Linked DNA regions of Mus musculus: region 2 is linked to region 1. Evidence: chromatin contacts called from public ChIA-PET data. All regions are on one chromosome and are shown on one strand. The core of a region is the stretch at or near the end of the contact, and the rest is flanking DNA. Distances in the headings are between cores, read along the strand shown. Region 1 overlaps Brdt (bromodomain, testis-specific). Region 2 overlaps 1700028K03Rik (RIKEN cDNA 1700028K03 gene).

What was found. ChIA-PET counts read pairs in DNA pulled down with a chosen protein or histone mark.
Region 2: an RNA polymerase II ChIA-PET map of memory CD8 T cells shows a contact between it and region 1, with 13 read pairs. The contact joins two enhancer-like sites. A contact is called at or near these places in 1 of 39 promoter capture datasets (macrophages), 1 of 15 datasets of contacts at CTCF or cohesin (the NIH/3T3 cell line), 3 of 115 datasets of contacts at active chromatin or transcription factors (T-cell acute lymphoblastic leukemia, effector CD8 T cells and memory CD8 T cells) and 2 of 9 other capture datasets (adipose tissue and liver).

What each region holds. Positions count from the first base shown.
Region 1 is chr5:107,356,926-107,361,370 of GRCm38.p6, reverse strand. It overlaps Brdt (bromodomain, testis-specific), which reads right to left. Exons shown (of 19, transcript NM_054054.2): 9 at 3,436-3,624; 10 at 2,362-2,534; 11 at 1,898-2,178; 12 at 1,666-1,791; 13 at 1,384-1,599. Among named protein-coding and RNA genes, the nearest start is that of Brdt, 28 kb to the right of the region's middle. Within about 2 kb of position 1,835, at least 306 of the 459 cell types and tissues checked have an H3K27ac peak or open chromatin away from gene starts, as enhancers often do. A contact at or near this core is called in effector CD8 T cells and memory CD8 T cells, where this site is marked.
Region 2 is chr5:107,543,495-107,547,939 of GRCm38.p6, reverse strand. 1700028K03Rik (RIKEN cDNA 1700028K03 gene) reads right to left here. Exons shown (of 6, transcript NM_182745.3): 3 at 3,927-4,020; 4 at 2,084-2,252; 5 at 1,661-1,739. Among named protein-coding and RNA genes, the nearest start is that of 1700028K03Rik, 11 kb to the right of the region's middle. Within about 2 kb of position 1,804, at least 25 of the 459 cell types and tissues checked have an H3K27ac peak or open chromatin away from gene starts, as enhancers often do. A contact at or near this core is called in effector CD8 T cells and memory CD8 T cells, where this site is marked.

The DNA.
Region 1 (4,445 bases), core at 586-3,085:
GTAATATCTAGAATATCATATCAAGAGTTTTGTGTGGTATAGCACACCTGCTGGGAGGCAGAAGCAGGAGGATTGCTGAGTTCAAATCCACTCTGGCCTACAAAGTGAAGTCTGGCTACACAGTAAGCAAAGACAGGAAGGGAAGGAGAGAGGGAGGGAGGGAGGGAGTGAGGGAGGGAGGGAGGGAGGAAGGAAAGAAGGAATTCTAAATACTAAGGCGCTATACCAAAAAACTCTATGCAGTATTTTTTTCTAACTTTCAAAGCATTTATTGAATATTTAAGTTAAATAATTCAAATTAATAGTCATAGTTTTATCCCACAAATAAAAGACAAGGTGCTGTAACTTATTAGGCCACAAATGCTTTATTAGATAAAATTACAATTAATTACAATTTAAAATACTAAATGCAACTTAGATTTTTCCAGTATTGTTTTATGCTTAAAAGTCAAATATAAGAAATACTTTGTAATAAGAACTCTAAAATGAGTTTTAATGTAATGTATTAAAATAACAAATTCTAACCAAAGTAAAAATTCTTTTAAATTTTACAAAATTGTTCCCCTCTATATACTCAGAAATGTGAAAACCAAATCAGCGACTAGCTCTACAAAAAATAAATGAATCAAAACCAAAGGAAAACAGAATCGCTGCCAGCCAGCAGACCCTGACTGTCAACTGCAATTCTTTACGCTGGAGTTTCTGTGAGGTTCTTTTTAATTAAAAAGAACTGAACCTCACAAGAAACATCCCATTAACAATAAAGCACATTTTAGGGAAGAAAGCGCCCTGGGTTCTGCATTTGCTGCTTGGTTAAAATGGAACACCATTGGTGGGGTGGACAGTGATCACATGGCAGCTGTCCAACTAGTAATAGAAAACATGAGTGGCCTGGCTTAATACAACTGACAAACTGCACAAGAAAATGTGGTACTTCCATCTTTTTCTATAGATGATAGGTAATAATATGTAGTTAAAAAACATAAATTAAAAAAAAAAAAAAACTCTCTACAAATTTTGGGGTGAGTGGCTTCTTAATTCAAAGCGACAGTTCAACTCAGAAAGCAGTGTCCAAACAGGACACACTTCACATCGGAGTGACCCAAAGTACAATGGGAACACACTGAGGCCTCCCAAATAATGTTTTCATTAAGAAGTGAAAGCAGCACCCGCAGTTTTTCAATCTCGTACATTTCCTTAGGAGACCTCCCATCAGGCCCAAGTCACATCCTTTCCTTCTTTTATGGAAAGAGTAAGGATTTTATTAAGGATGTTGGCATCCAAAGCATAGGTCCTCCTCTACACATTCTCCGGACGCTACAGGAAAGGCCACCCCCCCACCCCCACCCCCACCACCGCAGCGGTGCCTACGAGCCAGCTAACCTGGTTCAGAATCGCTGCTGTCGGAGGAGCTCGAGTCGCTGCTGCTGCTCGCGGACCCCGAGGAGCTGCTGCTGCTGCTGCTGCCGCTGCTGCTGCTGCTGCTGCCGCTGCCGCTGCCGCTGCTGCTGCTGCTGTCGGTCAGGCGAGACCCACTGGCCAGCTCCGGGGGAGGCGGCGGGGGCGGGGGCGGGGGCGGGGGCGGGGGCGGCTTCTCCACTGCAAAACAGGGAGCGTTAACAGCGGTCATGGCTCACGGGTGGGCGCGGAGAAACCGCCACCTACCTTTTGCTGGACGTTTCGTTTGCCGTTTCCTACAATTCAGCTGATTGTTGACGTCCAGCAACCGCCTCTCCAGCTCCAGCTTTTTTTCAGAATGGAGCTCCTCCTTAGACCTGACAACCTTCTTTGCTGTGAGAGGAGGAGCAACCGTGAGTGCGGGGAGGGGCCTGGAGGTGGGGCGTGGCCTAGAGGCAAGATGGGGCGGGACCTAGGGATGGGGCTGGGCCTGGCCTACCTTGGGGCTTCAGCGACCTCTTCCTCAGACAGGCCAGGACATACTTCTCCAGTTCTCTAAGTGTGGATGCCTTCAGGGTCTCAAAGTCGATCTCGATCTCGTCCGGGTTGGAGTTTCTCAGGGAAGGCTCCCTTGACTGTATTATGTGAACTATTCGACCAAGCTTGTCTCCAGGCAGTTTGTTTATGTCCAAGCTCAGCTGCCTTTTCTCATCGTAGTTCATAGGCTTCGCATTGTCTTCCTCTTCCGATTTCAAAAGCGGCTTCTTCTTCTTTGGTTGACTGTAACAAAATTATATATTGGTTTCATATTTTTAAAACATTTTTGTTGGTGTGGGAATTTCATACAATGTACCCACATCACACAGGCATTCAGTTCATCTTGATCCAGGCCCTCACATAGGCTAACTGTGTGGTCCTTCACTGAGCCTGCCTCCTGGGCAGTCACTCACTGAACATGCTTACTTGATTTTGGCCTTCTCCTTTTGCTTCATTTGCTTAGGCTTTTTCCTTGGGTTTTCATCTCTGTTATTAACCTTTTTCCTTTTTGGCGCCCTTTTGGACTTCTCATTCTTTTTCTTCAGCTTACGTAATGGAACTTGGGACAGAACTTGCAGCTGCTGATGAACAGCATTAAGCTGGGAAAGGAAAAAATAAAAGCCTTTAAACATTTATGTCTCTAAAGCACTAAAGATACTAGAAAAACATGGTACTCCAAAGTCATGCCACCCTTTGTGAAATTCATGTCATGTTCTACTTCCTTCAGGATTTTGCTTCATTTTGGAATTTCAGTGTTTTGAAGGGTATATAAATAAATAAATAATAAACAAACTGTATAGTATAACATAGTATAGTAATAAAAACACTACAGCCCAACATTTCTCAGTATTAAAGTTTCTTTCAAAAGATATATATATCTTACAGGTGGTTGTAAGTAGCCTGGTACACATGCTAAGAACTGAACTCAGGTGCTCTGGAAGACCAGCCAGTGCCAATAACTGCTGAGCCATCTCTCCAGCCCTAGTCTTCAGATATGACCTCAGTAAAAGTTACTATTTTATCACAGAAAGTAGCAAGTGATCTCATTCTAAAATATTCCACATTATACCAAAAATCACTTCAGTAAGAATCAACTACTCAGACTATAAATGCAAATAGCAGAATTGTAAATAATTCCCAGGCATCATGGTGCACACCAACAATCCCAGCACTTGAAAGGCAGAGGCAGAAGGAGCAGAAGTTTATGACAAGCCGGGTACATGAGACCATTTCAAAGAGGAGGAGGAGGAGGAAGAGGAGGAGGAAGAGGAATAAAATGTGGTGGTAGTGGCTCTAGAACTATAGTATACAGATATTTGAGTAGGAAATTTTGAACATGGCAAATATGCCAAAAACTAACTAAAGCTATAGACATTAGGTGATGCAACTAAAGCTATAGATGGCATTAGGTGATCTAAACATAACAGCTGTGACTCTGCAAGCAGTGCACCACTGACTAGCCGCTTGGGAACCATCAACACTTGCGTCATATACGGCCACCTGCTCCTGAAGCTTGGCAAGATGCTGCACTCGTTCATCCTCAGAGTCTTCAGAAGAGGCGTCCCCCGAGGAGGCCTCGCTGCTGCTTTCTCTGCTGAGGGCTTGTGCACTGTTTGTTGTAAGGTGGCATGCATGCATACTCTCAATAGGTTCATCGGGAATCTTGGCAAAATGTAGTTCAAAAACATCCTATAATGCAAAATTAACCTGTTCACATTTTTTGGTTTATTTTGAGACAGAGTTTCACCATGTCCAGGCTGGCCTGGAGTGCACTATGTAGCCCAGACTGCCTTGGAACTTGAAATCCTCCTGCCCACCTCCAGAGTGCTGGGATTGTAGGCATACACCACCTGGTTTGATTTTCTCCATTTCTGATTTAATGCAACAAGAACACCTTTAAAAGTACACATGGCTGGGAGGTGGTGGCTCACATCTTTAATCCCAGCACTTGGAAGGCAGAGGCAGGCGGATTTCTGAGTTCGAGGCCAGCCTGGTCTACAAAGTGAGTTCCAGGACAGCCAGGGCTATACAGAGAAACCCTGTCTCGAAAAACCAAACCAAACAAACAAACAAACAAACAAACAATTACACATGGAGATACCTGGGCAGCCGTCTTTAAGCCACACCAGAAGAAGTGCAGCATGATGATTCTGTCTGCACTTCTGTGCCTCAGCACACTTCTAGGCTATGTCTCTCAGCATGGTCGACCTTTGTAGTTAAGGTCAGCCATGTCATATACAGTTCTACCTTTCAGTGACTCAAGACTGGGCCCTCTCCTGAAGCAGACCAGGGTTCAGTCAGTCCCACTAGGGACCCGTTACCCTCTTCTCACTGACGATTCATCCATTTCTTATGAGAAGTAGGCAGCTTCTTTTTTAAAAGTGTGCTGCTAACGCTTACAACTAAACGGACAACCCTCCACAGTGTAATAAGTAATTTATACAATTTTTGGCACTATTAAGGACAGAGGTTATCATTTGGCTCTTGAGTTATGGTTCAGAAATAAATAT
Region 2 (4,445 bases), core at 555-3,054, 190 kb before region 1:
TTAGGCCACCCAGGGCTGCAGAATGAAATTCTGCCTCAAATGATAATTCAGCAAACATCTCTCGACATGGATGTGCCAAAACATTGTGTATGAATTAGAGTGATAGAGTAACTGAACTGTGTCTTCAAGGAATTTCAGACTGTAACTCCCTAAAATGCAGTATGAGAAATGCTCTAGGATTTCCAAGTGCAAAACTTAGGAAGGGAAGTTGACGTGTCTATGAACACTGTCAAGGAGAAGCCACCTGAGAAGAGACTGAACTGGTGGGGAACAGTTCACAAGGTTACCAGGAATAAACTGCGAAGATGTCAGGCTCAGGAAAGAAATGAGTAGAAGGTGGATAGCTTGACAATCCTCAAGAGGGTACACAACTTGAAGACATATTTAAAAACAAAAGCCCTTAGTAACAATAACAGTATCTTAAAAAGTCATAAAGAGTCTACCTTAAAATACCTATATTGCACTTAAGTCGGTATATAAATCTATAATTTTAATGAAGTTTTCCCACCGGGGCTGACAGTCATTGAAGAGCCATAGGCCATCTAACACAACCCAACACTAGACATGAGAAGCCCTCCTTTGCATTGGTTGTCAGAGTTGTCCAAGAGACTCCCAAAACATTAGAAGCTATTGCTATTGCTCTTGGTTGCCCACGGGTGGAAGGTAAGTCCTTATTTCTGAAGACTACCTTTATGACCCTAGAAGGGGCGGTGCAAGCTTCCAAATGAGGGAAGGAACCAACAATCCTACCCAGTATGTCTATGAACCACAACAGTGACTAGCATGACATGATAACCCTAAGGGTACAGCAGTGGCATGCATATCTTAGCAGGAACGAACAGGTCTCTAATTAGATTTAAGACCTGCTAAACAAGAGGGAAATCATGCCTGTACTGGGAACCCTGAAAACTACCCAGGACTAGTGATGTCATGGATCTTGGAGGGAAACATACAACCACCACTTTACTAAACCAGCAGTATACCTAACTACACTTTAAATATTTGTCATATCCACAGGTAAGTATAGTCCTCACCCCTCATCAAGGAAACTTGTCTCTGCAAAATAGAAAAGAACATTACAGAAAACCACAACCAATCAAAATGCAGGGTTGTGGGTCCTACTAGTTTTAACTGATACAACTACAACACAACTCCTACACCTAAGGCTCAGTGATCATTGCAAAAGAGGTCAGAAAGATTTTGATTCAAGAATAGGGCATTGGCTGTGAGATTGTGTCTCCTAGAAATGTCAGAAGCTATACATATGAAGTCTCAACATAGATGGCTAAACATGACTCAAAAAGTCACCAGCAATAGGAATGATAACATGTAAGTAAAAAGCCCCAGGTCTGACAAGAACTACAGGAAACCCAGGAATGCTGAGATCAGGGGAAGAGGTCTTCCCCAGGGAAAACTCCCAAATTGGTAATTCACTTCTAAGTGGTCAGCCTGGGACTGAACAGGTTATAGTATGCATTTAGGAACACACACGTAACAAAAAGAGGCCACATCTAAAAGAGCATGGGGGGGGGGCATTAAGAAGCAAATGGAGGGGGGAAATTCTCTATTATCTCAAAACTTTATTTAAAATCAAAACCTTAAAATCTCTGGCCAAGATGTACATATTTGTGTATGAGTATCCTTTGTCCAGGTGGCTTACCTTGGCTATAGTGCACATAAGGTCAAGAGCGTTTACTGTGTTGTGTACAGGAAGTATTCGTAAGTTACTGCCCAAGAACCTGAAAAGAAAGTGGTTACGTAACTGACTGACTGCTGTTTGCTGTCACAGGCAGCACGAGGAGGGGACAGAGCTCTGCTGTACACATGTTCATTCAGTCACATCCTGCTTTGTGCCTTAGAAGATTTGAGGTGGCTATGTAACCAGGTTTTAGAGCTCACTTTGTTTTGCTTATGTAAAATAGGCAGGCCCCATGTCAACACCAACTCTGGTCACCCTGACTTAAGGAACACCTGTCTGCCCTGTTGGGTTACATATAACAGGTTATAAAGTTTGACTGCCTAAAAGCATTAAGAACTGAAGTAAACAAAACTAAGAAAGACTGGCTGTGCTTTGCTTCCATACCTCTGATGTATCCTGAACATGAGACTCCATTCTTCAGGCCCATGGAGTGGAGCAAATAGAACCAAGAAACTATTTTGGTGAATGTTAATAAACTTCTCAATTTTGGTTACAAATATTTCCTCAGCCGATGTCATACACTCCTTAGCATCCATCAACAAGAATGCAACTCCTAGAAAGGGTGAATATGATGAAGTTACACAGAGCCTCAAGCTCAATAATATCAGGGACCTCAAACAATTTGTATATAACAAAATGGTTTGGATATTTCTTTGACATGCTCTAGAAAACAGAATGACCTGTTCTAAATATTTAAAGGAAAAACATTGGCCAGTAATTTTTTTCTGCCATAAGTCTATTTTAAAAGTTAACCTTTCAAGCCAGGTGTGGTGATACACATCTATAATCTCAGCATATGGAAGCTTGGACAGGAGAACTGTGGTGAGTCCAAGGCCATTCCAGGCTATAGAAACAACCATCCAGGACTACAGAATGAAAACTTTAAAAAGTTTTCATACTAGAATATTTTTTGAAAATATTTTCTGGCTTATTAGAAAAGCTATCCCAAAGGATATAAGTAAACAGCTAAAGGAAGATAGGAGGCACAGGGACAGGTATCCAGGAGGTGCCATGTCCTTCCACAACCACTACCTTACAAGCAAGTGTTCAGCGACTCAGAAGGTTCTGTAATGACTGTCAAAGTGAGAATCAATAAGAGAAAGGGAGTTTAAAGCAAATCTTCAATTATTTCTTATTGAAGAAACCTTCCTCCCTCAGGAGGAGCCGTAACTAACTGAATGTATTCAAACAAGCATATACCTGGTGTCTGAAATGGGACCAACTATCAGAATTGTCTTAAAGGACACTTGAGCTTAGTAATAGCTGTTCAGAAAGTAAAAAGACACGATCAATAGAAAGCTGTGTGTGATTACACAGTGACTGAATGCATTTATACATTTTATATAACCTCTCTGAACATCATTGTCCTCCTCAAGAACATGGAAAGAGTACCTCTTTGTAAACATACAGATGATAACCAAACATACAAGTCACCAAAAATGCTCTTTTTTTTCTGGAGTATTTTCTATTCAACTAGGAGGAATGCTTTGGAGTCTGGATAATTTTCAGCATGCCTTTTTAGATGATTCAGAAATCACCTGCCTTCTAAAATCTCTGCTAGAATGGTAAACCTAACAGAACTATTTGAGATTCTGCGATGGTCTCCCTGTGGCGCAGGCTCGGCATTAGGGTCGCTAGCTTGTGAGTGAGAGGGCACAGACTGATGCCTGCCTTCCTTCATCACTTCTGTCACACCTGTTACTCCCCATGCACAGATGGAGGCTGTCCCTCCATATCACCAGACTTTTTTAGCCTAACTTAACTCCTGAACTTTGTTCATGTCTCATACATAATTTTGTAATTCTAGGAACATTTATTTGTCCCTATAAAGTTCTTCAATATTTATTTTTTCAGTAAATCAAAGTAATAGGAGTATATCATATATTGGTTTGGGTATGTAAATTATGGCCAGAGTAGTACTGTTGGCCTCTGTTAACAACTTATATTTATTGCTAAGCAAGTGGACGTTTCTATTTTTACCTTGGTTCCAAAGCAAGTGCTTTCCCCATCTTCTACCAGACACCATTTAACTGAAGGAACAAATCTATCCCACAGTTGGCACTACATCTGCAGCAAGCACAAAGTGCAACCATTTACTCTTTCAAAAGATAACACACTAAGAGATTATGTCACTACTGAACTGCAAAAATTAGCATGTGCATCCACATATTTTACCAAACAAACAAACAAAAACCCTGAGTAAAGACAATTAACAAATATACTGTACCAGACAGAGAAAATACAATCGATCCACTTTCCAGTGTATCAGAATACCGAACCTTGTGGCTTCGATTTTCTAGGGCAGTTGCAATTTCGTAACTCTTAAAAAGAATTTTCAGAAACACGAACATAAGACATGCTTGAAATGATTTTTGTTACAGCTAGTAAAAAATTAAAAGTGTTTAATGGTTTGTTTTATCACTGTTCCACTTAGAGATTGGTCACCACAGAAACCAATCTACTCTCTGGGGCAAAAGACTGAAACGGAAGGAGTGAAACCATTCCTCCTGAAGTTCTGAGTGTGGTCTGGAAATCAGTTAGTAGTCCTTAGGGATAGAAAATGAGAGCAGTGTCAAAGAACTAAAAACTGAGAACTAGGGACAATTCTTTTTAGGAAATGACCTGGCAATGCTCTCACATGCATTAGTGTAACTCTAGAAGAAGCTGGGAGCTATTTTGTAGATAGCAGAGAGGTCCACACAGTAACGTAGAATACCATGTAGGTGACAACCAATTTCCTAATTCA